Linked DNA regions of Mus musculus: regions 1, 2 and 3 are each linked to region 4. A link is a contact called in public promoter capture Hi-C data. All regions are on one chromosome and are shown on one strand. The core of a region is the stretch at or near the end of the contact, and the rest is flanking DNA. Distances in the headings are between cores, read along the strand shown.

Region 1 (6,278 bases), core at 3,057-5,556, 380 kb before region 4:
TCTAGAGTTAGGAAGGTATGTGAGACTTTTTAATTTGCCGTAAAGATTCCCAGATAATTCTAATTAAGGTCACAGACCACCTTGGAGGGTGAGGGCTGGGAGTGAATGGTTATTTAAGAACACGTCTTGGACTGTAACAAACATGTACAGCTTTAAAACAGATCTGTAGAAATCTGATGCACGGCGAGCTGCTGTGAGGACAGATTAAAGTTGGCCATTAAAGAAAGGAAGCAAAATTCACCGCATAAGGAGCATTTTGTACCCCAAGTCTAGAAATCGGCTTAAATTACAGTATCTTCACTCGTCAGCAATTAATAATATCTGTACAAATTCTACAATTATGTACACAAGCACACAAACACTGATATGCAAATACATGTATAAACATATATTATATTCACATATATACAAGCACATGTATAATTTACATATATTCAAATATTCTCCTTTTGGAGCAAAAAAAAAAAATATGACTACTAAACCTTTAAAACAAGTCAAGTCAGAGCTCAGTTCCCTTGAAGCTGAAGAACGTCAAGGAAGCTTGTCAACACGAGGTGGCGCCCTTGATCTACGAATCTGGCTGAGACCAATTCATGAGCTGTCAAAAGTCAAGGTCACAAATTGTCTTTTTTCGTCAAGGTCAAGGTTTAAGGCCTTTCCTAGTCCTGTCATTTCAACAAATACCAAAAACCTGTCCTTTCAGTCACATGCAGACTTAAGAGCAGATTTTAAAATACGACAGTCTAGGCATTGCTGATACTCAACAACTGGTTTTCATTTGCCACAGGGAGTCTGGGAACCTCCTCTCTCTCCCTCCCTCCTTTCCTTTCTCTCCCTTTCAGAACACCTAACACTTTCATCTCCTCGAAACCTTTTCAGTTGTGAGCTTTTAGTTATGTGAGATTTTTTTCCTCTTCTCATAAAAAATTTAGAAAAACCTGAACAATAATAATAATAAAAGACTGGTCCTTGGCTTGTGTAAAACAAACCTGCTTGTTTAGTTTTTGTGCAGTTCAAGTTCCGCGTAGAAAAGTAACTCGGAGTGTTTCCTTCAGATTTTAATGGCAGTGATTATTTCATTAACAGAGCTAATACCACTATCTACAGATCTAATTTTTCATTTTTAGTGGAAGTATTTAAAAAGCAGGTGCACAAATACATTTTCACAGTGTGCTGAATGTCTTTATTTACAAGATAGCATTTACAGTGAATATGAACAGAACGAATGTGTGAACTGAAATTACTGCTTGATTTAAAATGTGCTGTGACGATGAGTCCCTAAACTTTCTACTGCAGTCTCCTAACACAGTAAACAAGAAAAAAAAAATACTAATCCTTTAGTAAATTAAAATATAGAATGCAGACATCTAAATATTTTGGGAGAACGGGTTTCCATTTTGAGGTTTTTTTTTCTAAGTAAAAAAGGAAAATGATGTCCCTAGCAAAATGTTTAACAAGTATTGGAAAATGCCAATTTAAAAAATTTAAAGAAAGAGTATGTTTTAGGAGAAATCCATACTAGGGTGGGACCTTCCAGGAGAAGGGGCATAAAGTGAATTCTTCGTATTATTTGGTGAGATTTAAACACTTCAAAAATTACAACAAATCCTGTGGAAAAATCCTTTGACAGTGTTGGTTAATCCACCATGTTTGTTGTAAGCAATTGAAAGGTATTTCCAGAAGCTCCTTACCCACCCAGGGTTCTCTTGTAACCTCAAGGGTTTAGCTGGCCAGATTTACTATCAAAACAATAGATCCTTGGATGAGCGTTCTCTCTCCTCTCATCTCCCTTTTTAGCAATAGTTCAAATAAACAATTCAGTGCCTTTCCCCCTTCTAAGCCTCTACCTGAAACATTTCCAGAAGGAACAATGGCAGGGATTTCAATAAGGTTTACCTGAGCAGGCACTTAACATGCAAAGGGGAGGGTGCTGGACCAGCTGCGTGGAAACAGCCTTTGTTTCTGTAACCAGTTTTCAGATTACCATCTAACACAGTGTCCTAAAATATAATGGTCACATAAATACTTACAAGATTTGAGAAAATTCATAATTTATCTGAAATTGTGTGTTTTAGGGGCTGATGAGTTGACTCTAGAGTTTGTCACTTAACGCTGTGGTGGGGTTGTCGGGAAACCTGGCAGTCTTTACCATTCCTTAAGGTTTTGTTTTAATTGTAGATTCCATGGAAGAGAGAGTCCCCTTAGGAGAGCAAACGTCAGCGTCTCTCTATCCAATTCTTCAGTTAGTATGATGCATTATTATTATCTGGGCAAAGAAACAAATCCTTAAGCGTTTCTTCAAGCTGCCCTCTGCTCCACCTTTTAATCCATTAACTAGTGGTCTTGAGTTTATTGATGACTTTTTTCTCTTTGACCCTCCTGTTCTGGAACCAGATTGTGACCTGCCTCTCAGAGAGGTTTGTCGTGGCTGATATCCTCCTCCGTTTGTCCTTGGTAATGAATTTGTTCGTAGCGTATTCCCGTTCGAGTTCTTTCAACTGCACCTTAGTGTAAGGCACGCGCTTCTTTCTCCCCCTCCTATAGGAGCTGGCGTCTGAAGGATGGGAGACGACGTCTGTAAGATAAGGAAGAAGGCAAGTTACTCTGGGAGCCGACCTGAGCCAGAACACAGGCGACAGCTCAATGTGAACTGCCGGCCTTGCAATGCCTGATTGCTCTTTGCCACGAATGCTGTACAATCCAGCCTTCTGCCAAAGCCTGGAGCGTTAGTAGGGGGGTATGGTTAGTTGTGTACTGAAATGAAATCGCCCAGAGTTCCAGTGACCACCCCAATCCGGTCATTCTGCATGTACAGCGGTCCACACCTTAGCACTCAACAGGGTTCAACACTTCTTTCTGTAGAGCTCGGCTCCTCTCAGCTTGCCCCAAGTCCCAACATTCTATGCTTCTCCAACGAAGCCTTTTTTTTCAGAGAACCATCAGGGACAATTTGGTGAGCTCAAAATCGAGTCTATTTCCCATCTTGGAGTCAATGTCAAGGGCTTGGGAGGGTGGGGCACCCAGAGAGAAAGGGGCTGCCGGAGTTGGAACCCACAAGCTTCCTCCCAGCTACCCTTTACCAAAGGAGGGCCCGGGGACCGGCTCGACTTAGGGCAGGGCGGACGGACAGCGCCAGCCAGCCGGGGCCAGGCTCCCAGGGGTGCAGAATTGCTAAGGCAAGCCAGGCCAGGGAGAATGCGGGGGGGGGGGGGGGTTAGTGACCCTGGGGCACGAGCCGAGGAGAAGCTGAAAAGCTGGAAGACCCGGGCTGGAAAGGGGGCGCCATTTACCGGGCAGAGTGGACTTCCAGAGGTGGGGAGGCTGCGTCTGCTCTTTGGGGCAGTACATTTGGCCGTTCCAGCCGTTGGGCAGAGCCCAGGGCTGATAGCTTTCCATGGGAAGCCCCAGAGGCTCGTGGCGCGACTCGCCAGGACCCCCGAGCCCCGGAACTACTGGCATATCCAGGTAGCCGGGCACGGGCTGGTGATGGTGGTAAGGCCCGGCTGCGTAGCCCTGATGGTAGAAAGCAAACTCCTTGGCGCGGGAGCTGAACTCCTCGGCCGCGGGGCCGGCGGTGTCCATGTACTTGTCGGCGAAGGCGGCGGCGGCCGAAGCAGGCTGCGCGCACGACTTGATGGCGTTGGGGTGCGGGCCCATGCGGGCGCACGGGTAGTAGCCGCTGCCGAAGTAGCCGTAGGGCAGCGCCGCGGGCCCCGACGAGCTCTGTGCCGCCGCCGAGCAGGGACTGCACTGCTTGGCGGCCTCGGCACCCGCGGGCCCCGCCGGCCCGGGCCCTCCCGACGACGACGCGGCAGCCGCGGCGGCGGCGGCAGCAGCGGCGGCGGCGGCGGCGGCGGCGGCGGACGGGGGCGCCTCCCCCGGGGCGCTGCTGTACGCGGCCGCGGCGCCGGGCGCCAGGGGTGCGGGATGCGCCATCAGGTTGCGGCACTGGTTGGCCGCGGCGGCGGGCGGCGGCGCCGCTGCGGCCACCGAGAAGTTGCCCCCCGCGGCCGCGGCAGCCGGGTGGGGGAAGCCCCCGCCCCCAGCTCCCGCCGCCGCCGCCGGCCGCCGCCCGTGCCGCCGCCGCCGCCCCTTCCATGTTCTTGTTGAGCTCGTCGGCCACCAGGCCGCCGCCGTTGTCGTAGAGAAACATGACGGTGGGCTCGATCCAGCGGGGGTGGAGGAGCACGGAGGCTGTCATAGCCCGAGCCGCATGGAGAAGACCCCAGTGGCGCTGTTTTAAAAAGCCCCCAAGAAGTGAAGAGCGCGGCGCGCGGGGCCGGGGCCCGAGCGAGGGGGGCGGGTCGCGCCCTGCGGGGTCGCGCCAGGCGGCCGCCCATTGGCCCGCCCCCGGCCCGCCCCCGGCGTATGCAAAGCGGGAGGCTCCGGCTCGGCTCCGCGCTGGGCCCGCCGTCCCCGCCGCCGCCCGCGCGGTCCTCTGCGCCAGCTCTAGCTCCCGCCGCGCGGCCGCGCAGCAGTCACCCACGGAGGAGGCGGGGGTGGGTGGGGGGGAGAAACTAGGGCGGGTGGGGCTGGGAACACAGGGACCCCGATCCCTTCCCGGGTTTCGCGCGGAGGTTGGGAGGGGCAGTGAGCGGCTGCGGTTGGGGTGCGACCTGAGGTCGTGGGGACAAGTCAGGTAAATTCTCCAGTGGCCAGGAATGAGGGTTTGCCTTGGCCTTGGACTGGCCCAGGATGTCCTGGCATGTTTTAGGGACCTCTGGGGCTGTTTTCTTTCCAGGGATGGATACATCTTTCTGCAGCTAGACCCTCCCAAGGATGTGGGAGCTTTCGCCTGGCCGAGATTGCACTCCCCACCCCCCCCTGGGGAACAAGGGCGTTTGTTTCCTGTTGGTTCCAGGAGAAGTCTGGAGCAAGGGTCCCAGGACATTTCTCTGGGAAGTTTGGGCTGCATTTGGGAGCTCCCTTCCCTGTTCTCAGGCTCTAGAGGACAATTTCAATTAGGCCTAAGGACTCAGAAGATCAGAACAACTAATTGTATCTCCTACACTCATCACACACGCGAGCGCAAATATTCGCGCGCGCGCACACACACACACACACACACACACACACACACACACACACACAGAGAGAGAGAGAGAGAGAGAGAGAGAGAGAGAGAGAGAGAGAGAGAGAGAGAGAGAGATGCATACTGCCACATTGTCCAACTTGTATATACAGCTCGCTATTCATTCCGATGCAGCAGCTATTCTCTCTGGTCCGCAGAGGATTTCAGATGAAGAAAGCACCATTCACTCACACTCCTGTCTCAGGAGTCCGGCTGCCTTTTCCTGAAGGGGTTTAAGAGGAACAGGCCCCAGCTGGGCTGCTGGCTGGAACTCCAGCCACGGTTCTGGGACTTCCTACAAGTCACTCCATAGATCCTGAGTTGGACACTTCAGACACCTGGCAATCCACTGTTGCATTCCGTTTTGGGGAAAGAGAAAAAGGCTCTTTGGGATCCTTTCATGGTTTTTCTCCTAATAGGGGCTCAGCCTGTAGTGGGTTCAAGGTGCCGGGGTTCAGCTGATGAGTTCCTCTGTACCTTGAGCTTGGTGGGGTGTTTGTATTGGGAGAGCAACGTTTGGATGCAGTGTTTTGATAAAGGATTCTGGGGACCCTGCCTCCTTAGGACTACATGCATTTCTGGTTGTGCAAGTGTGAACTGGTCAGACATCCAGAGGGGAACAAATGGTCAAAGTGAAAGTGGTGCGTTCTGGAAAATATAGACTGGGAAGAGTTCTGTACTATCTTTGCTCAAATGCTCTGGTAGGCAGCCAGGCTTGGACCTGTTCTCTAGTCCTAGCTTGTAGACTTAGCCCTAAGCTAGAGCATCAGACATACCACCCAATTCATCTGCTGCTCTGTAAGCCCCCTGGGCTTCTGGTAAGATTGGGACCAGTAAGGCGAGGCTCAGGCTTTTATCTGCCCGGATCCTGGGTTTGTTCTGACTAATGTTAAGTGTCGCCCAATAAAACCTTCCCTGATCCCCACACCCAATTCTCCCCCACACCCAGGGAGTCCTTTCTCTCCTGACTTTAGCGGTCCTGGGTAAATATTGATTTGCCCCGAGTTTACCTTCTTACTGCCTGACCATTTGCAGACTAAAGAACCAACCTCTGTGAAGACTTGATTTCTGTGTTACTTTGGAGCCCTTTTCATCCGTCCCCCCACTCCTTCCTCCCTCTAAGTGGCATTGTAAAACTCAACAGTGACAAAGAGACGAAGTACGGTTCCAGGCTCCAATTCTCGGAGACTCTCGGAGACTCGAGGGC
Region 2 (7,015 bases), core at 387-2,886, 330 kb before region 4:
AAAGAGTAGCTATGGATTCTTTCATTAGTATTAGATCTAGACACCAGGTTAAGAAAACAGAAGTCAAAACAACAATAAAATAAAATTTCAAAAGCATTTTTCAATTACCAAGTCCTGTTGCCCCTGTGGAACTCGCTGCGCGCCTTAAGCGCTCCCTTTTCTGTGTGCGGAATTCCATTTGCATCCTCTGTGTCTGGGTGTCTCCCTTTCCCAGTGTGTGTGTCTCTCTGTTTTCACACTCTCCTCCCCATTCGAGCGAGGCCCACACCTGGCGCATCACTGCCGAGCCATTAGCTGCGGGTCTCCTTTCATCTTCACTGTGGCAGACGTTTCTATTTATCCACTTGCGTTCGCCGAGTGGCGTCACCAGCGGTACTGTAATGACGATTGCAGCAGGAGGATGACAGCTTAGAAAGAAGAGGGCAATGGGGCTTCCTCCCAGAGGCGGTGCGGCACAGAGGAGCGCTCGCATCACAAGGTGACCCTAGCTCCCCACTGCCATCTCCGCGGTCGCCGTCGACACGGCGCTGGGGCTACCCGGCGCCTGCCTTGTCGCCTTAGCTCCTCTTCTCAGCCAAGATCCCAGGGAGCCTGGGATTAGGAGCTTACTTGGGGGTTTTCCCCCTCCCCCCCTCTGGAGAGTCCGGGGATGGAGAGCCGAAAGGACATGGTTATGTTTCTGGATGGGGGTCAGCTTGGCACTCTGGTTGGTAAGAGGGTCTCTAATTTGTCCGAAGCCGTGAGCAGCCCGCTGCCTGAACCGCCAGAGAAGATGGTGCCCCACGGTTGCCTGAGCCCGCGAGCCGGCCCTCCGACTTCCCGGGAGCGTGGCGGGGGAGGCCAGGAGGAGGAGCCGGTCGATGGACTAGCAGGCAGTGCTGCAGGGCTGGGCGCCGAGCCACGGTCTGCTGGAGCGGCCATGCTTGGCCCGGGACCCCCAGTCCCCTCCGCGGACAGCCTCTCTGGCCAAGGGCAACCTAGTAGCTCAGACACCGAATCGGATTTCTATGAAGAAATCGAGGTGAGCTGCACCCCAGACTGCGCCACCGGGAACGCCGAGTACCAGCACAGCAAAGGTAGCCACCTTGCCCCTCCGCTCCCCGGTCCGCCCACTCCACCCACAGTTCCCTTCATCTCAGGCCAGGTGCAAGATGCTCCTTTCCCTTGGGGCAGGATGGCTGGGGGTTGGGTGAGTGGGGCGGGGGCACCTGAACAACTCTTTTGCTCTCTGCACCTTAGTGTGTGTGAGGGCTCTCGTGTTATCCCATTAGAGTGACAGTTGTGCCTGGACGAATGTCAGCGTTGGCACAAGTCTTGACTTGAGGGGTCCAAAACGCACCCCAACCTCCCAACCCCCGAGTTTTGTGGGAATGATTCAGCTAAGACGGAAAGACACATCCGTCGGGTAGGGCAAGATCAAACGGTTGTCCGGGCAGTTTGACTGGAGGGGAGCAAGGCACAAGGAGGCGCGGAAGCCCGGAGAATATAAAGGACCGTAAAATCGTGGCGGACTCTGGTCTCCGGAGGGCTGCAGCCCTCCGACCAGTTTGCACGTCGGTCAGAGGTCCAAATTACCTTGTCACTTCCCGGGCTGGCGGCGCCAGGTCGGAAATGGTCCCAATGGTCTAATTGCCTTTGGTCTCCGGTTGCATTTGAAAAGGCGGGGATTGGGCCCTCCCCCTCCCTCTTTCCCTCAGTCTCACTTCTCCACCCAAAGGAAAAGCAGCTGCAGGGGGGCTGGAGCCCCACCCTCCTCTGGGGTGGGTCTAAGGGGTTGGTACTTTAATTACACTGCTCCTTCTCACCAGGGGCTAATGGGAGTGGGGGTGGATAGCTCAGAAGGGAGTCTCTCTATACCAACAATATCCACTCCTAGGAATGAAAGACTGGAAGCCCATCAGCAGACACACCTCCACAAAACCATGGGAATGGGTGGGAAAGGCTTGCCTCTACCTCTAGGCCTAGGCAGCCAACACCACCTTGTTAAGTATCCACCTCCATCTCCTATCATCTTATCATCTATCTAACCCAGCTTCTCTACCATACCATGTCCTCACAACCCATACTCAAAATATACCACTCCTGCAATAGGTGCAACCCAACACACATCCCCACACCTGGTACTGGCATACTGGTGCACACACACACAAGATCGAGGAAGCTCACTGTATGTCCAACAAGCTACAATACATTAACCTCAAGAATTCAGTGTTCCGGCACATCCTTACCCATCCCTACCAACACAAGCAGAGAGTTCAGGGGATATGCCCTTTGCTGCACCCAGGGGCAAGCGGAAGGGAAGCCTTTAGACCCAGTATGCCTTAGGTCCAGGTCTTCCAAACAGCCACTTTAAGCCTGCCCCAAACCTTTTCTGTGTCAAGACCTCTCCGGTGAAGCTTCCAGAGCCCCAGCAGAATCAGTGACTGAGGAAGCTAAGGGGTTCTCCTTCTAATGCCCCTCCTCCAGCCTGAAGTCAGCATTTGTTTGTGTATTTGTGTTGTGTCTCTGTATGTGCACCTGTGTGCTCTGGGCTCCTGTGCAGCGCCAGGCTCCGATGCTCTGGGTAGCAGTCCTACCAGTGGCAGCGAGGCCCCCAAGAGTAACGGTGGCAGCGGCGGCAGCGGCTCTCAAGGCACCCTGGCCTGCAGCGCCAGTGACCAGATGCGCCGATACCGCACGGCCTTTACCCGGGAGCAGATTGCAAGGCTGGAGAAAGAGTTCTACAGGGAGAACTACGTTTCAAGACCGCGGAGATGCGAACTGGCAGCAGCCTTAAACCTTCCTGAAACTACCATCAAGGTAGGCTGGGCTAGGATCCTCGAGGTGGCTATGTACCTAGGTTAGTAGGAAGGAGATGTCAACGGTCTACTGCAGCTGAATCGTCTGGGCCTGGACTCTCCAATCTGGTACACTCAGAATTTCCCTCTGACAGTCCATAGTCAGCCACTGCTGCCAAGATTCCCGTCCTTTTCCTAGGCAAACAGACTACGGAGACAGGTGACTGCAAGTGACAGTGTCCCCAAAGAACAGGGAGCCCTAAATCTATGGGAAAATGTCTTTTGCCTCCCCAGATCCATTGAGGCAGGCCTTCCTCTTAGTACCCTCACTCCAGCTTGTGATGCTAAGCCCGGTGGGCAGGCTGAGCGGCTGCCCAGTCCTGCTCCCGAGGGTTTCCATCTGGGTTGGTGGCCTGCCCTTGTCAGCTGGAGTTGCTTTTGACTCTCCCCCCACTCCCCAGCCCCCCTCACTGCGAGCATGGCCCTCGCACCCCACCCACCCCCAGCCATGGGCCTGGGCCTGGCGCAGCCCTCCAAGGCGCTCCTCTTCCTCTCCTCAGGTGTGGTTTCAGAACCGGCGCATGAAGGACAAGCGTCAGCGGCTGGCCATGACGTGGCCGCACCCGGCCGACCCTGCCTTCTACACCTACATGATGAGCCACGCGGCGGCCGCGGGCGGCCTGCCCTACCCCTTCCCGTCGCACCTGCCCCTGCCCTACTACTCGCCCGTGGGCCTGGGCGCCGCGTCCGCCGCCTCGGCCGCCGCCTCGCCCTTCAGCGGCCCCCTGCGCCCGCTCGACACCTTCCGCGTGCTCTCGCAGCCCTACCCACGGCCCGAACTGCTGTGCGCCTTCCGCCACCCGCCGCTCTATCCCGGCCCGGCGCACGGACTCGGCGCCTCGGCCGCCGCCGCCGCTGCCGCCGGGCCCTGCTCCTGCCTCGCCTGCCACAGCGGCCCGGCCAACGGGCTGGCGCCCAGGGCCGCCGCCGCTGCCGCCGCCTCAGACTTCACTTGTGCCTCCACCTCCCGCTCGGACTCCTTCCTCACGTTCGCCCCCTCTGTGCTCAGCAAGGCCTCCTCCGTGGCGGCGTTGGACCAGAGAGAGGAGGTGCCCCTCACCAGATAAGGGGGCGCCCTCGGGGCTGCCGACTGCAGGATGGACGTCGTGGGGTGGAGGTCGGGGGAGCCTTCGGGGCTCCTCCAGCATCCCACCTGTCACCTCTCTTCTCAGATGCACAGGGGAAAGGAGGTGGAGGTGGGGGGGGGGACACCATAAAGGACTCCGCCTAGAGGATCCAGGAGCCCCAGAAGCGACATTGGCTGCTTAGGAGCAGGAATGGGGTGGGAAAGCGTCCCCTGGGGTGGCCAGGCCTTGCCATTCTCCACCGAAACCACCACTCTATCAGAGGTCGAGGCCTTGGTTCAACAGCTACCCGGGAACAACCCACTCCCAAGCCCCTCGTACCCTTCAACTGGGCCCCCACTCTCCTGTCAAGGGCAAGAGCTGCGAAGGGAACTCGCTGTTTCTTGGAACAAAATGCTGTGTATGCAGAGCAGGTAGAAATTAATCTTCACCAGCTTTTCCAACGCATGGCAGGGGGCTTGTTGATGGCAACATCCCAGCCATTTAGGGGAGAGATGATTTACTGCTAGGGAGATGCTTGCCACTTGGCGAGGAACCTGGGAGCCGGCTCACCTTCCCAGGGCCTCAACTACACAGCATCTGGGGAGTGGTACCCTCTACCAGCCACTGACTTCTTTCCCTATTTCTGGCTTTGTGACATCTCACGACCCGACCTGTGCAGCTCCAGCCTTCTCCCTTCCGGTTTGACATTGGCAGGGAAGGGGCAGGGGCTCCAGGGTCCCTAGGCAGCTTCTGTGGGGCGAACCTCTTCTCCCTTAACCCAGCACACAGCCTGATTAGCAAGTGATGGGTGAGGAGGGGTTTTTGAATGTTGAATGTATGTATAATAATGATCACCACTCTGCTGGGCCACCAAGCCCGGAGCTGCTGAGCCGGTCTAACAAGGCGCCCTGGGAAGAGCTTAGGGAACGGAGACTTCTTACATTCTTCTCTCATTGTCTCCCCAAATTGCCACAGGGCCTTGGCTTTCAGCTGCCAGTACAAACCTTCAGCGCCTCTGGAGGACCCTGTCTCTCCCCTTCACTGGGGTTTATTGGGGAGCCACTTAGGAACTCCTGTACTCATCCTTATAGCCAGTGTTTGAGGAAAAGGACAACTTCAATCATCCAATGCAGGCTTCCCTCCACTGGGAGGAAGTGGTCCTTCCTGCAGGGAATGAATTTGGTTTGGTTTGGGGTTTTCCTTTGCAGCCCAAAGAATTTGCTGTTATGATTTGTTAACCATATTGCAATAAAAGCTGAACATGATTCTTACTTTAGCATTTAAGCATAAGTTTTGTTTTGTTTTGTTGCTATTTTTGAATTGCTAATTTAGCTACCGTGGGCATGTATAGGGACAGAATAAAGGAGATGGACTCACAGAGGGAGGGGTCTCCTAAGTCCCTGTTGGGCATTGGCAGGATCCAAACAAACACTGCAGGAAAGTAGAAGTCTGTCTTCCAGATGACTGGGGTGTAGGCTTGGTTAGTTCTGGGAGTATCTAGGACTTGCCATAGGTAGATTGGCCCCCTAAAGTGTTCAGTTTGCCTAGGGCTCATCCCTCTAATGGATGAATCCTTCAGTTGCTCCAATAGGGGACTTCAGGGCTGCCATCTCCTTTAGTCCTTCCTCCATGATGAGCCTGATGAGATAAGTAGTAATGACAGGTGCTGGACCATTCCAGAGAGCAGTGTTTGCTGGTGGAGTCAGGCCTCCATCCATGCATAGAAAGAAGTGGCTGGATGAGGGTTGGGATGGTCCTACCTGGAGGATGGAATTCTGGCACTACATAGCACTTCCCCGACCTACTCAAGAGTGCCTCGTTCTGAAATCCCAGCCCAGTAGCCTTCTGGGAAGCTAGGAAGGTTTGGGTTGCCTAGCAGGGAGGGTTCTCTGCTGGGCAGTGGGAACTCCACAAATGCCCTCTGCCTTCTTGTATACTGTGGCCCCGCGTGGAACCTTCTACCCAGCAACTGTGCTCCCACTCTTTCCTGCCCCCAGGCCCTCGAAGTTCCCTCTGAAGCCAGGGGCTCCCCAGTGCCAAATCCCAGCAAATTTTGCAGTTGCTCCACATCGGGCAGAGATTGCTTGCGACAGGTAAATGGGCTGCGGGTTGCCTTAATGCCAGGCGTATTTTCAGTTAATAGGGAGGGAAAATGAGGTGTCTGCAGCGATATTGGAAAGTACAAGATCGATGATCCGGCCTCGTGTCCAATCAGCAGCCTTTAATTGACTGTATTTTCTGGGTAATTGAGCCTCTCTTCCTCCAAATTGAAGTGGAAGATATAACAATACATCTTGCCAGGAGGAATTACTCATTACTTCATAATGAAATTTCCCTTTTGCCAAGGTTTGCGGTTTGGCAGTAGGCACCACTTCTCACTCTATGAGCCCCCCCCCCCCCCCCAGCTTAGCGTGCCTGCACCAGGCCATGCCATCTGGCTTGACATGCCTCACGTTGGTTGGGAGAGCAGACTTGACTATGAAGGTACTGTCCGTCTCTAGCTTCAAGTTCGGACTGTAGAACAGATAAGGCAGACCAGGCAAGAGGCCTAACGTGGGATTGTTTTTGGTTTTGTTTCTTTTTAAACTTCTGAGTCTCTTGTCTTAACTGAACTCTGGCAAGGTCCCATTTTGCCTGAAGCTCTGAGCTGTGCACAGCAAACGGTGACTAGGATGCACCTATGAGTTTCAGGTTCTTGATTCTTCCTCCCCTAACACATAACACACACTGGGCTTTGGGACTCTGAGCCCAAGATCTGGGTTCAACAGCGTTTCACATTTTAGTTTCCCCTGCAGCTTCTGAGTCCTGGCAGAACCTGCAGGTCTGAAAACAAGGTCCAGTGCTCAGCTTGGGTCTGCCTAGAGCTGCAAGACTCTGCAGACCAAGTGTGCGCAAAGCCCCGGCCGTCGCTGGCTTGTTAACATGTGATTGATTGCCTTATTAAAGCGTGTTCTTGTAAGTGTGACCAAACTGATTGCATTGCATATGTTTGGGATAATGCTCATTTTAAACAACAGGATAAAGCGGATGAGCTCGCCAGAGCCTCGGAGACGAAATGATTCCGGCCAGCAGTTCCCTAACTCTGGCATTAAATTACCCAGTTACATAGCA
Region 3 (6,260 bases), core at 1,871-4,370, 410 kb before region 4:
TGCCCATTTTAATTTTCATTTAAAGCTGGGAGATCTTACAAAAGAAGGAAAAATTAATCTTACTGATTATTTCTTTTTCACTTTTTCAACCAGCCAGGTCAAGCCCTTTAGCTAACCTGAATGTCCATGCTTCCATACTCTGCTCTTGGCCAAGGAAGAAAAGAAGAAAGAAAAGAGAAACCAGGCCTGGACTCCCTGATTAAACACAGCCCAGCACTCCAGGCTGGCGAACCCGGTGGCGGCTCCTTGCACCATTGACCTCAGGCCAGACACCTCAGCGCCGACAATGGGACCTAAGGCTTCCGGCTAAGTTTACCCAGGGCTGGGCAGGAAACCAGATCCGTGGAGGAGTACTGGGGCCCTTTCCTAGCAGTGGGTCCCAGAGGCAGCAAACCCAGCCCATTCAGGACTTGACACTGAGAAAGATCTCAACCTCTATAGAATTTTAGCGATATGGCTTTTTCCCCCAGAAAACAAGCAAACAAACACCAAGCAAACAGACAAAGAAACAAACAAACAAAAAAAGCCAGAACAAACCAGCCCTGCACAGACGAAACGGCCTGGGAGATGGCGAGTGTGGGAGGGAGAAAGGGGCTCCGGCACAGGTGTGAGTTCTGGGGCAGAGGCTGGAGGCAGAGGATGGGTCCAGGCGCTCAGGAAGCGAAAAGACGTTGTCTGGAAGTTTCATCAGGAAAAATTAAAGTTGGCTGTGAGCTCCCGGATTCGGTTTTCTCGGTTCATTTTCTTCAGTTTCATCCTGCGATTCTGAAACCAGATTTTCACTTGTCTGTCCGTGAGGTGGACGCTACGGCTGATCTCTAGGCGCCGCTCTCGAGTAAGGTACATGTTGAATAGAAACTCCTTCTCCAGCTCCAGCGTCTGGTGCTTCGTGTAAGGGCAGCGTTTCTTCCGGCCGCTCTTTGCTGTGAGCCAGTTGGCTGCATTTTCGCCTTTGGAACTGCCTGGAGTTTAAGAGAATACAGAGGGGAAGGTTAAGTCGAGGCCACTCGGGCTGTATGAGGGGGGTGAATTCCGGGTCTTTCCCATTTAGTGGGATGCCCGAAGTCATAGAGAGAGGGTTATGCCCTCCCTCCTTTTGCAAGAAATCCCTCCAAAAAGGCATGACAAAATCGGCCTCAAATCCACACCCGGTCCTCCCAATTTACATTTTCCTCTACTTTTTTCCAGGCACCTGTTTTAGCACCACGCCGCGGGGCGCTGAGAGAATGAAAGGCCGGAGGAGGCGAGGCCGTACATCTTGAACTTAACGCCTTTCTCTGCCTCTCACCCAGGGGCAGGGAAGCATTTCCTGCCGGCCCCCAAGCTGGGGTAAGGGAATGCTTCTTTGGACGAGAGGCTGGCAGCTCCACTGGCTTACCCTAGCCTCCTAGATCGCCCCAGGCTAGAGGAGAAGGGCATAGTTGGGCCAATGGGGAAGTTCCAAAAACCCGATTCTGGGGTCAAGGGCTTGGGTTTGGCTCCTGTCCCTCCAAGTAACCGGAGTGTGAAGCTGGGCAGCACCAGATTCCAGGAGAAGGGGAATGGCCATTCCTAGGTTTTCAGCTCTGGGCCCAAGCGTTCCGGCCGAATTTGTCTTTTCTTTTTTCTTACAACCAGGACTCCCGCCCCTCCAGAAACTTTGAAAAACGCATGGGGGATCGTAAACTCGAACTTCGCCGGTTAATGGGCTTATTTATTGGCTCTGGCGGCTGCTTATTTTGGATGCCTTACAAACATCCGTGCTATCTGCAAGCGAGCCACTTTTCCTCCCTGCCCCTCCCCCCCGCGTGGGCCGCGCTGAGCAGGCTGGGCTAAGGACCAGGGCTTGGGGGTACTCAGGGCCACGAGAAAGTGCAAGCACGGGAGGAGGGCTGCTCGCTGGTGTTCTCATCCCCCAAGTCTGGGTGAGCAGGGGCCAGAGCTGAGGACGTCTTGGTGTGGGGCCCTAAGCCGGACGTGGATTTTTACAGCATCCCCACGCCCAAATATTAAAAACAAGTTCAGAAGGTCAGCCTGCCGTCAGTTTGGGCCAAGGCCTACGGCTGCCGCGCGGGCTTCTGGTCCTCTGCTCCTTCCTTGTGGGTCTGTCTGTCTGTCTGTCTGCCCGTCTGACTTGAGCCCTCGGTTGAGCTCTGCTTACCCAGGGAGTCCTTCTCCGGCGAAGCTTTACTGTTTTCTGAAGGGGCTGGAGACAGCTCCTCAGCCGCCGAGGATGACGCGTGTGCCTCCTCGTCGCCCTGCGAGCCGCCGCCACCGGTGCAAACCAGAGTGGGTGGTGGCGTGGAGTCTAGGACTCGCTCCTTCCCGGCTGCCTCGGTCGAGCCAGAGGCCAGTGCGGGCGGCGGGTCGAAACCGCGCCCCGGGGGCTGCGCAGGAAAGGGACTAGCGAGCTGCTGCGTGCCGCCGCCGCCACTGCCGAAGCCCTTGGCCGTGCCGTAGGCCTGCGACAGGCGGAAGTAGCCGGGTACTGGCACTCCGCTGGAGGCGCCCAGGGCGCAGCCGTCGGGCGGCGGGCCCCGCGGGAAAGGGGCCAGATCAGCGGCGGCCGAGCCCTTGGGGCATTTGTCCGCAGCATCGTAGAGGCAGTAGGAGCTCTCTTCTTTGATGTTCTGCGCAAAAGAACACGAAGTGGCCTGTGGCTGGGGTTGAGGTGGCTGCGGCGGGGGCGGCGGCGGCTGCTGCTGCTGCTGCTGGGGTTGTGGCTGCGGTGGCGGCGGCCCGTCGGGCGGCTCCATCCGGCAGGAGCGGGGCGCGTCCAGCCACAGGTCTAGGGGCGCGGGCGCGTAGCCATGCGTCCCAGGACCCAGGCCCCCGCTGCCACCACCGCCACCGCCTCCGGGCGACGGCGCTTCATTACGCTTGCTGCCCAGCGCGGGGAAGAGCCCGCAGCTTTGCAGCCCGTAGGGCAGGTCGCTGGCAGGCGGCAGGTAGACCCCACCGTGGGCGTAGTAGCCACCTCCACCGCCCCCCGCGCTACCGCCACCAACACCAGCCTCGCCTCTGCCTGAGCTGATGAGCGAGTCGACCAAAAAGGAGTTCGCGGCAGGGCTCTCCGAGCATGACATTGTTGTGGGATAATTTGGCGAAGGGAGCAGATAGCCCTTTCTGGCTGACATTTCTTGTGCAAAACATGCTGAATACGATTAGCAATCCCCCCCGCACCGCGGCGGGCGCTTGCAGCCAATCCCGAGCCAGAGTTTCCACGCGACCACTCCCAGTTTGGTTTCGTAGGCGCGGGGCCGCTCTCTGAGGGCGCCCTCGGAGCCCGCGATTGATATAAATATGTAATCTGTATTGATGGGCCAGAAGACGCACGCCTGACACCTATGGCTCAAAGGCCGGAACTGTGGGGGCTGCCTCAAAGTGGAGGTTGGGGGACCTGGCTCTTGAACCTGTACCCCCCCCCCCCCCATGCAAGGGACTATTTGGAAGCACCCTTGGGCTCTGCGCTGTTAACAAGTGGAGTGTTTATGATGTGCACCCCAGCCAACCTTGGGTGCTCCCATGTCTGCTATGGAGTGGCCATGAGTCCCCGTCGCCTTGATCATTTAAACGGGCCCTGTAGCAGGCTAGCTATCCTATACATTTCTGGGCCTGGAGCTGGCCTCAATTCTTAAGTTTGGCTTCCCAAAGTGGCTGGTAAAAAAGTCATACTAAGGCTGTCAAGATCTTTGGACGGTCCAGAACCTACAGTAAACCAGTACGGCCTCAAACATCTCACAAAGAATGAATATTGTCCGAAATCCATCGGCCGATGATCAATGCCTGGATCCTCTGTCCTCACTGTCTTACACCATCCTCTGGTCAGTGAAGGTTTTTCTCCTTCACTGTGATCAATCGGTTCATGCTCTCTACTCCTGTCATCCAACCTTGCACAGCTGCCTTAGTGAGGTGAAAAATCAATAGACTGGCAAGAGCCCACCACCACCACCACCACCACTCCCGACCTCCCAAACCACAGTTCAGAGGCAAACGCATACTCCCCATCCTCTACCTTTAGAGGACTAGAATGCTGGCTTTGGGTCTCTGGCCTTTCTGTGCTGGCAGAACTGGAAGGAAAACCTTGGGAGAATGTGTCTAGCAAATACCTCCGCCACACTGCTTTCTCTCTCGCTCTCCTTTGAGCCTAAACATTCCTTGGCTCCAGGAGGTTCTGACCAAACCTGTCTGTACCCCACTCTACCCCCAAAGACATGGCGAGGGCAGTCCTTTTCCCAGCCATTTTTGTCGTATACTGTGCACATTTTAACAAGGTGGTGATGAGGAAGTCCATTCCCTAGGAGGCTGAGCTGGGTTTGGGCCCTATTATAAGAGACTCTAGAGCCCAGGGTGCTACCTTTGGGCAATTGAAAATGGTCAGCCTACGGCATGCTAGCCCCCAAATGTGGACCTTATATCAAACTTAGGAAAGGTGACCTTTTTCGGCAGGATCCATGGAGCTTGCATAGTGGATGCTTTACTTCTGACCTGTGGGTTACAGGGTCTCCAGGATGCCCCAGTCCTGCCAGCTCCAGTTGGAACTAGAGAGCTACTGACTGCCCAGGACCCTTGAACCACATTGTTCAGACCTCTGCAAATGGCAGGGAGAGAGTCTTGCTTTTAGTTGGCTATATTCTGGTTCCTCCCAAAAGGAATCCAGGACAAAAACAACCCTGATAGCACTCTGAGAGGGAGAGGACACAGGGAAGCTGACCAGGTAGAGGCTAGGCTCTGGCTTCTGAGATGCAAGACACTGCAGTTGGTTGCAGCTGCTTGGCAAGCCCACACCCAGGAGGCTATGCCTCTGCTAATACTCAAGAGGAATCTCTGCCAGTTCTACCTCTGTCTCTCGAGAGGTGATGGGTGGGAGGCCTGGGTATCTGAGCATCTAAATGTAAAAGAAAGGGATAAAGAAAGAAAGAGGGACAGAAGGGGAAGAAGGAGGCAAGGAGACAAGGGAGGAAAGGAAAGAGAGAAAGAAATTCAGATGAGCAGCAGCTCTCTGCAGACAGCCTCTCTGGAAAATAAAAGCTGGGTCTATGTGAGACACCATTAACTATCTGATTTGCTTCTGTACCCAAGGCCAAGGCAAATTTTCACACAGATAGGCCTTGTTACCCTACCTTAAGCTTCCAGATGTGCGTGGTCCTTGCTCTGTTCACTAGATAGGTGGAACTCCTGTGTTCAACAGTGCCACCTGGAAATGTCCTGAATCTGGGACTGCTTGAAAAGGCACTTGACTCTCCAGCACTTCTGATACCTCTCTGGAAAGCTGTTATGTGGGAAAGTGGGTCCCAAGAGCGCTGACTATTCCTTGAGGAAAAGGAGCTCTAGTAGGTCAGCAGGCCTGTGAGCCAGGCTCCTGAGCCGTCCCTGTCTGGATCTCACACAAAAAGGAGTTTCCCTGGCTGAGGTTTTTAAAGAACCAGTGGCCATTGAAGAGTGTGTTGGAGATAACAGAGGCTACAAGGATAAGGTAAAAGACAGTGATAGAGACAGCATCTTTCTTAACCTTCCAGGGTTACAGGGAACCTTCTGAGTAGTCCAAGGGTAGTTCTGACTTATCTTGTAAAACAAAACAAAACAAAACAAAACCCCCTACATCTGTGCATTCCCATGATTTGACCCATCATTTTCCAAGAGTTCATATCACCCACCGCAAGCCGTTCCCTCAAATTCTCTAGAGGGCTCTCCTTGGACTCAGCGGGCCCCTGCCTATTTGTCTGGTAAGACAAGCCAGGTGCCCAACTGCAAGCTACTTAGGTTAGTCCTAGCCAAGGCCTTGTAGGATAGCCAAATGGGTTTCTAGGTTGTATGGGATTCAGAAGCCCGCACTTGCTGGGCAAGGTTTAAAGGCTCGGCTCCAGTACTGCATTACACTACAACGGCTGCCTCTACTAAAGAAGGAGGAAACTGGATCACTTGCTACCAGCCTCACAGACCATGGCATTGGTAATTGAATGTTCACCAACCTTTTTGGGAGCAGTTACGTTGTTCTCAACATTCCCCTAGCAAGAAACCAAACAGGGTGCTTAATTTAGGGTTTCCTTTCTTTTCCTGTTCAGTGTGTGAGCCTTTATAGCAACCCCTCTCTGACTGGGGATCTCGGTCCTACTCTCATTGAGACTGGCTGAGCAAGGGAACAACAGAACCTACCATGGACCACCGCCCAGTATCTGGCAGACTGGACTGGAGTGGTTGTCTTAAAGTAAATACAGTGACTCAGAAGCTCAAGTTAAATGTGGCGGTGGGCTGAGTGCCTGCTGGGCTTTTTTGAGTCT
Region 4 (6,270 bases), core at 204-2,703:
TCAAAGTGTTTTTAAAAAGAAAAAAATTATATCCAAAATCATGTGTTTGCATCTGGCTAATCACAATTCCTTATCTGTCATCTGCTACCTATTGCACACAAATGCTCTTCCAAAGCAGAAAGAAATTTCATAAGTTTTTCCTGAGGGCAAAGACTGGGAGCTGCTCAGAAATCAACTCCCAACATATTTCTTACACAAAAATTAAAACAAGTGAACACAAGCACCCTGAATCCAGAGCCTCCTGCATGCTAAGCAAAGGCAACGGTGTTTTGTTTGCTAGTCCTGTATATGATAGTGCTAACCAGCACATTGTTAAAATAAACTTTTACATTTAAAAAAAAAAATCCTTCGGTATCTCCCACAAATCAACCAATTTTTTTTTTCAACACATGTTCCCAACAGGTTAACTGCTAGACAAGTAGCATATGAAAACCCTCATGGGAATTTTTCTTTATGGTCATGTCCACAGCAAATGAGAAACTGCATTCTAAAAGCCTTGGTAATGACCATTTCAACCAATTCTTAATTAAAGAGGTGTCTTGATGTCCTAGAAAATCCAAGAGTCAGGGAGAAACAAGGGGTACTTCCTGGATCTTGTTGGAGAAGTCCCAATTTACTCATTCTAAGGCCTTGGGAGATCCTCATGTGAAAAGCAGTTCTCAGATATTCATGTCGCTCTAAAAGCTTAAAACCTGGTCACTTTCCATACTTGCAGCACAGCATAGTAGTCGGTTAGGTTATAGACACAACTTTGAGGCAAAGAATTGTGGTTAATATTTCGACAAAAGTCCACCACTTTGAGGCAGCACAACTCCATTTCATAATGGAGTTCGCTCTGCTTGCTGGTCAAGGGTGACAAACTTTGCTGGATTTCTAGGATACCGCCATGCCACCGACTAGAGTAGTTAAAACACAAATTAGGCCTTGAAGTCTGAGGGAGCCCCCGCTTAGGGTGAAGCCAGGGAGCTGGAAGGCCAGGGGTCCCAGAGGTGGGTGCGGTGGGGTCACCTCTGGAGCTGAGCCCTCCAAATGTCCTAGGAGCCCCAAATCCAAAGCGCACGCCAGGGACCCAAACATTCCTCCCTTCATCACAAGCTGTTCCTGGGTCCCGCAGAGGAAACGCTGAACAATCTGGAGCCGGGCATAGGGCAGGAGTGGAAGGCTGACGGCTCAGGAGGCAGTTACAAGGGGGCCCAGGCCTAGGAGGCGACCACAATTGTCGCTTTTACCCTCAAACCAACCGCAGCCCTTCGGGCGAAAAGCCCTCCTCGGATGACCAGAGGAAGAAGAGCAGATGGGGCGCGAGGTCCTTACCCGCTGCAAGGCTGCCCACGGGCCGCCGCCGGCCGCTCCAGTACCAGAGGCCGGAGGCTGCTCCCCGGAACCCCAAGGAGGCTGCCATGCTGTCCCCCGCCCCGCCTCCGCGCCGTGACCTCCGCCGCCTCACACACGGCCTGTGAACTACGAGTGTGCGCAGCCGGGATGGCCCGCACCTCCGTAAGGACAGCTCGCGCACGCGCTCTCCTTGCTCGGCTTGGACTCCGCCCAGCGCGGGGCGGAGCACTGTGTTGAGAGGCGTGGCCGGAGTCGGGAACAGTCCAATCAGGATCCCGAAATCCATAGACGCCCTGCCTTGCCTCCGGCTCCTGCTGAATTTACAACCTTTGGGTGAGAGAATTCTTGTTTACCCAAAAGCTGAGGGGTGTGTGGGAGGCGGTGGCTGTCGCTCACTACCGCCTCCTCCGAGCACCTGCACTGAGCAACTGCCTCTTCACTGGGCTGCTAATTGTTTTTCTTCCTCCCAGACAAGAACCGCAGCTACTGCAGTATTAAAGGAAAGAGCAGAAATGTTGTGTTTCCTAGTATAGGGACTCATTTTTAACTTCAGTAATAAATACATGGACCTCCCAGGGTTAACATATATATTTTCAGCGTCTGTTGAAACACAATCACAGAATCTACCATGTGTGTAATAACTGAAATCTATGTGATATACAACTCAATGGTTTTTCCAGTCGTATTTGAAAAGTAGTAGGGAAGTAATTTAATAGCACTGTTCTCTTTGAAGAGTAGAATTTCTAGGAACTTACTGAGTTCCAAGAAATGCGTCAATGTTTAAAATTTTCTACAACCTGCATCTTTTGAACCCAAAATCTAATGGTACATTTAAACCCAGGAAGTAGTATATATGTATATTATAAAAACAGATATTTTGCTGATCTTTCCTTATTTGACTATTTGGTATATTTGGTGGCTTAAATAAGCATGGCCCCCATAGACTCATATGTTTGAGTGCTTGGCACATAGGAGGTGTGACTTTATTGGAGAAGGTGTGGCCTTGTTGGAGGAAAGGCATCACTGTGGAGACCAGCTTTGAGGTCTTACATATGCTCAAACGACAGCTAGTGTGGCACACAGTCCCCTTCTGCTGCTTTCAGATCAAGACCTAGAACTCTCAGCACCAACTCTAGCGCCACGTCTGCCTGGATGCTGCTATGTGCCCCACCATGATGACAATAGACTAGGTCACTGCAACTGTAAGCCAGCCCCAATTAAATGGTTTTGTTTTTATAAGAGTGGCCATGGTTATAGTGTCTTTTCACAGCAATGAAACCCTAAGTAAGACAGTATACATATTTGAATATCTGTTCCTTGAGGATAATCGCAAAGTATTCAATTTCCACTGGAGAATTTTTATCTTCAGTACACTAAAACAAGACTTGTAACCTTTGAAGAAAAGTAGGCCAAGAGGCAAGAATGGGGCTTGGGGGGTAGGGGGAGGGCAAGCAATAAGAAAACCAAGATGCCTACCTTCCATCCTCAAAAAAAAAAAAAAAAGCAAAACAAAACAAAATGACAAAAAACACCTGTGTTCGTCTTGTTTTAATTCATTTTCCTTGTGCTGCAGTCATCCTAAAAAGCAAAATCAAGGGATTCAAGTTTGACCTTTAAAAAGCAAAGTGCCTCTTCCTAGTCACCCACAGGGCTGATAAAAGGAAAACTAAGATTGTCAATTTTTTTTTTTTTTTTTTTTTGCAGGCTCAGGAGTTCTGGCATGGTATTAATGTTCCCAGGAACCCATACGGGAGTTCAAGGACCCATCTGGAGCTATAGGAAACCAATTCCCTTCTAAACAGTCCTCTGCCCCACCCTAAAAACAGAAAAGAAAGTCAGATGTAAAGAGAAAGTAAACAAAACAAGTATAAACAAACAAATAACATCGTAGCTACTGGATAGTCTTCGATTTGGTGCTTCCATCCCTAATAGGGCTAATTGGTTTCTGAAGTATTTCATGTCTCTCTATTCTGGTTTCTTTAGGTTTTACTGGAATGGATTTTCTGCAAGCAATAAATGTGTCCCTACAGGTTTCTATATTTAACTGCTGAAGTGCAGTCTGCTTCCCAGCTCTGCCGACCCCCACAGCAGAGCTGTTTACGACACGAGACAACACATCAATTCATCTCCGCGGCTCCTTGAGTTAATATCCCAGTCCTCCTGAGATTTTACGCCCAATCAGATTGCTTTTGTCATTTTTATTGTGAGCTACTGTTTTTGTTTCTCTGGGTTGTTTATGGGGCTCTTTTCTTGAAAATGAGTTATTTCTTACAAAAGGCCGACTCTTGTGAACACCATCCCCCTAGGAGTAGAAAGAATAAGGGACTGTGGGAGAGCAAGGGAAGCACCTCTTATGTGTGGTTTGGTTTAGTTTGCTTTGGTTTCACTCTGGCTATGGAACTCATCCAATATTGAAAGTTTGATTCTATTTGTTTCAGTGTCACAAAGGGCTAAGTCATAGTTTTAATTTATTCCCATATCCTGCAGACTATTGTCTCCTTCCAGAAGCGCTGACTTGCTTCACAAAGGATTTTCAAAGGTGGCTTTTCCTAAGTACTGCGACTTTGTTAAAATCCTTACGACTTGAAGGTTGTATTATATTTGAAAGGCAGTTTACTGTCTATGGTTAGACTTGCGGGGAGTTGAGGAGGCTAGGATTTAAGACAGGGATTGGCCTGGAACTTGCTATGTAAACTAGGATGGCCTGGAATTCCTAGAGATCCACCTGTATCTGCCTCCTGAGTGCTGGGCTTCAAGGTGTGCATCTCTGCACCCTGCCCATCCCATGACTCTTTACGTACCTAATATATCCCAGACCCAGAGCTGGAGGGACCAAATGAGAGAACCAGAAGAAGCCTTGTTAGGTCTCAACCCTGGGACAAATGGCTAGCTGAGGTGCTGAGGGGCCTTTTAACAGCAAAGCGGATTCTGGCTATCAAGTTCTTCCAGCATCTCTCAGTTCCTATTAGGGTCACCCTGGCTGGTATACCTAGCTCTCCACCTTAAAGTCTCCAGCCCAGGGACTGACTGGCTGGGCTGCCCTTCCAGCAGCTGCTCTTCCCTACATAACCCAACCATTCTGATTACACAGTCCTTTTACCTTTTGCCTCTCCCTTCTTTTCCCCTCTCCCCCTTGCTCCCCTCTTCCCCTCTCCCCTCCCCTCTCTCCTTTCTCTCCCCTCCTCTCTCCTCTCCCCTCTCCCCTCTCCTCCCCTCTCCCCTCTCCTCCCCCTCTTCCCCTTTGCTCTCTCCCCCCTCCCCTCTCCTCTCTCCTTACATGGCCCTGCTCAGTACACTGGTCATGTCCTCTCTGGACGCTCCCAGATGTCTCTGCCTCAGCCTTCTATCTGTAATAAAACCCTCCACCCCTACGAAGCAGTCATGTCCTCCTTTTATTTCTTTTCCTCGTTCATCCCTGAGTAAAGTTCTGAGAGGACATGTGCTGTTGATACGGGTACAGCCATGTCAAGGACCCTTAGCCTCAGCCCCATGGGAATGGCAAAGCCTTCCCAGGGTGAGACCAAGAGGGAAAAGACAAAGCCTTACTCTGAGGTCCAATTGTGGGTGTTAATAGTATGTCCAGAAATGTCCACCATAACTTTCTGCCCTGGATATTTATGGCCTGAAGACCTCACCCCAGTAAGACTGTTCCTGCTGAGATTAGATGTTAGCTAGACCCCATTTTCTTTTTTTTTTTTTTCTTTTTTAAAGATTTATTTATTTATTTTCTGTATATGAGTACACTGTAGATATACAGGTGGTTGTGAGCCATCATGTGGTTGCTGGGAATTGAACTCAGGACCTCTGCTCTCACTCCGGCCCTACTCTCTCCAGCCCCGATTGCTCCAGCCCAAAGATTTATTTATTGTTATATGTAAGTACTGTAGCTGTCTTCAGACACACCAGAAGAGGGCATCAGATCTCATCAATGATGGTTGTGAGCCACCATGTGCTTGCTTGGACTTGAACTCAGAACCTTCAGAAGAGCAGTCAGTGCTCTTAACCACTGAGCCATCTCTCCAGCCCTAGAAACATTTTCTTGATCCAGCTGTATATCATAAAAACTGCATCCTTGTTTATCTGTATGTAATAACCCTGCCTTCTGATTCAGCTGTATGCAATAGCCCTGCCTCTCTGTTCAACTCTCTACAATAAACACACTGAGCTTCTGGGGTGCTGCTGTTTCTCCATCTGAAAGCCCAGCCCACCTGATCCCTGCTTCTTCCACATGTGCCTTTGTCTCTGTCTTTTCTTCATTCTCTCACAGCCCCCAGTAGGGAATGTCCTTAGACTGAGAAAGGATTCACAACCAAATCTTGAAAATACCCAGAGTCACAGACAAAAAGTATTCAGTAAAACTCTTTTTTATTGTAAAACCTGAGACATGGGCAACTCAGCAAGACAGAGAGCATGTTAGGGTAGAAGATAGCTTACCACTTAACTGTAGACACACACATATACATGCACATATACACCACACACACACACACATACCACCCAGCCATAGACATATACACACACATACATACATACATACATATACACACTACCTAACTGCACATCCATATATACACACATACACTCCCACACCACATAGCTGTATATACACACACATCACAGACACTCACATACACCAAACAACTGTAGATATATACATGAACATACCCACCACCCAACTGTAGAAACACACACATACACCACACCACTTTAGAAACAGATACATAAACAAACACCCATACACATACACTCTTACACACACACATACACACACTACTCAACTGTAGATGCCCACACACACTTACATATACTACCCAATGGTAGATACACAGCACACACACAAACACTCACATCACTCAACTATAGAAACACACACACCACATACACTCACACACAAACATATGATCCAATTGCAAATACACATGCACCATCAAACTG

The links. Promoter capture Hi-C pulls out the DNA fragments that hold promoters and counts their contacts. Capture Hi-C pulls out chosen DNA fragments and counts their contacts.
Region 1: a promoter capture Hi-C map of 3T3-L1-derived adipocytes shows a contact between it and region 4, with 18 times the contacts expected there. The contact joins the promoter of Hoxa13 here to the promoter of Hibadh in region 4. A contact is called at or near these places in 21 of 39 promoter capture datasets (the 3T3-L1 cell line, 3T3-L1-derived adipocytes, the C10 cell line and 12 more), 6 of 484 Hi-C or Micro-C datasets (3T3-L1-derived adipocytes, beige adipocytes, embryonic stem cells and 3 more), 20 of 115 datasets of contacts at active chromatin or transcription factors (acute myeloid leukemia, astrocytes, bone marrow-derived macrophages and 13 more) and 4 of 9 other capture datasets (adipose tissue, liver, macrophages and 1 more).
Region 2: a contact with region 4 is called in a promoter capture Hi-C map of adipose tissue. The contact joins the promoter of Evx1os here to the promoter of Hibadh in region 4. A contact is called at or near these places in 7 of 39 promoter capture datasets (the C10 cell line, cranial neural crest, embryonic stem cells and 2 more), 3 of 484 Hi-C or Micro-C datasets (embryonic stem cells and nephron progenitors), 10 of 115 datasets of contacts at active chromatin or transcription factors (astrocytes, bone marrow-derived macrophages, embryonic forebrain and 5 more) and 2 of 9 other capture datasets (adipose tissue and liver).
Region 3: a promoter capture Hi-C map of the SN4741 cell line shows a contact between it and region 4, with 2.4 times the contacts expected there. The contact joins the promoter of Hoxa10 here to the promoter of Hibadh in region 4. A contact is called at or near these places in 6 of 39 promoter capture datasets (the HPC-7 cell line, the SN4741 cell line, embryonic stem cells and 2 more), 7 of 115 datasets of contacts at active chromatin or transcription factors (acute myeloid leukemia, bone marrow-derived macrophages, embryonic basal ganglia and 4 more) and 4 of 9 other capture datasets (adipose tissue, liver, macrophages and 1 more).

The regions. Positions count from the first base shown.
Region 1 is chr6:52,256,574-52,262,851 of GRCm38.p6, forward strand. It overlaps Hoxa13 (homeobox A13), which reads right to left and starts at 4,307. Exons shown (of 5, transcript NM_008264.1): 1 at 4,064-4,307; 2 at 3,979-4,062; 3 at 3,969-3,976; 4 at 3,291-3,967; 5 at 2,280-2,575. The coding sequence starts at 4,201. The coding sequence ends at 2,331. Hottip (Hoxa distal transcript antisense RNA) reads left to right here and starts at 6,202. Exons shown (of 2, transcript NR_110442.1): 1 at 6,202-6,278.
Region 2 is chr6:52,313,196-52,320,210 of GRCm38.p6, forward strand. It overlaps Evx1os (even skipped homeotic gene 1, opposite strand), which reads right to left and starts at 1,637. Exons shown (of 4, transcript NR_038163.1): 1 at 1,576-1,637; 2 at 109-375. Evx1 (even-skipped homeobox 1) reads left to right here and starts at 303. Exons shown (of 3, transcript NM_007966.4): 1 at 303-1,076; 2 at 2,543-2,799; 3 at 3,338-5,183. The coding sequence starts at 650. The coding sequence ends at 3,904.
Region 3 is chr6:52,231,819-52,238,078 of GRCm38.p6, forward strand. Hoxa10 (homeobox A10) reads right to left here and starts at 3,121. Exons shown (of 2, transcript NM_008263.3): 1 at 2,141-3,121; 2 at 1-962. The coding sequence starts at 3,116. The coding sequence ends at 688. Gm52902 (a long non-coding RNA gene) reads left to right here. Exons shown (of 2, transcript XR_003956434.1): 2 at 94-833.
Region 4 is chr6:52,638,847-52,645,116 of GRCm38.p6, forward strand. It overlaps Hibadh (3-hydroxyisobutyrate dehydrogenase), which reads right to left and starts at 1,454. Exons shown (of 8, transcript NM_145567.1): 1 at 1,315-1,454. The coding sequence starts at 1,402. LOC115490472 (a small nucleolar RNA gene) reads right to left here and starts at 509; the gene lies at 388-509.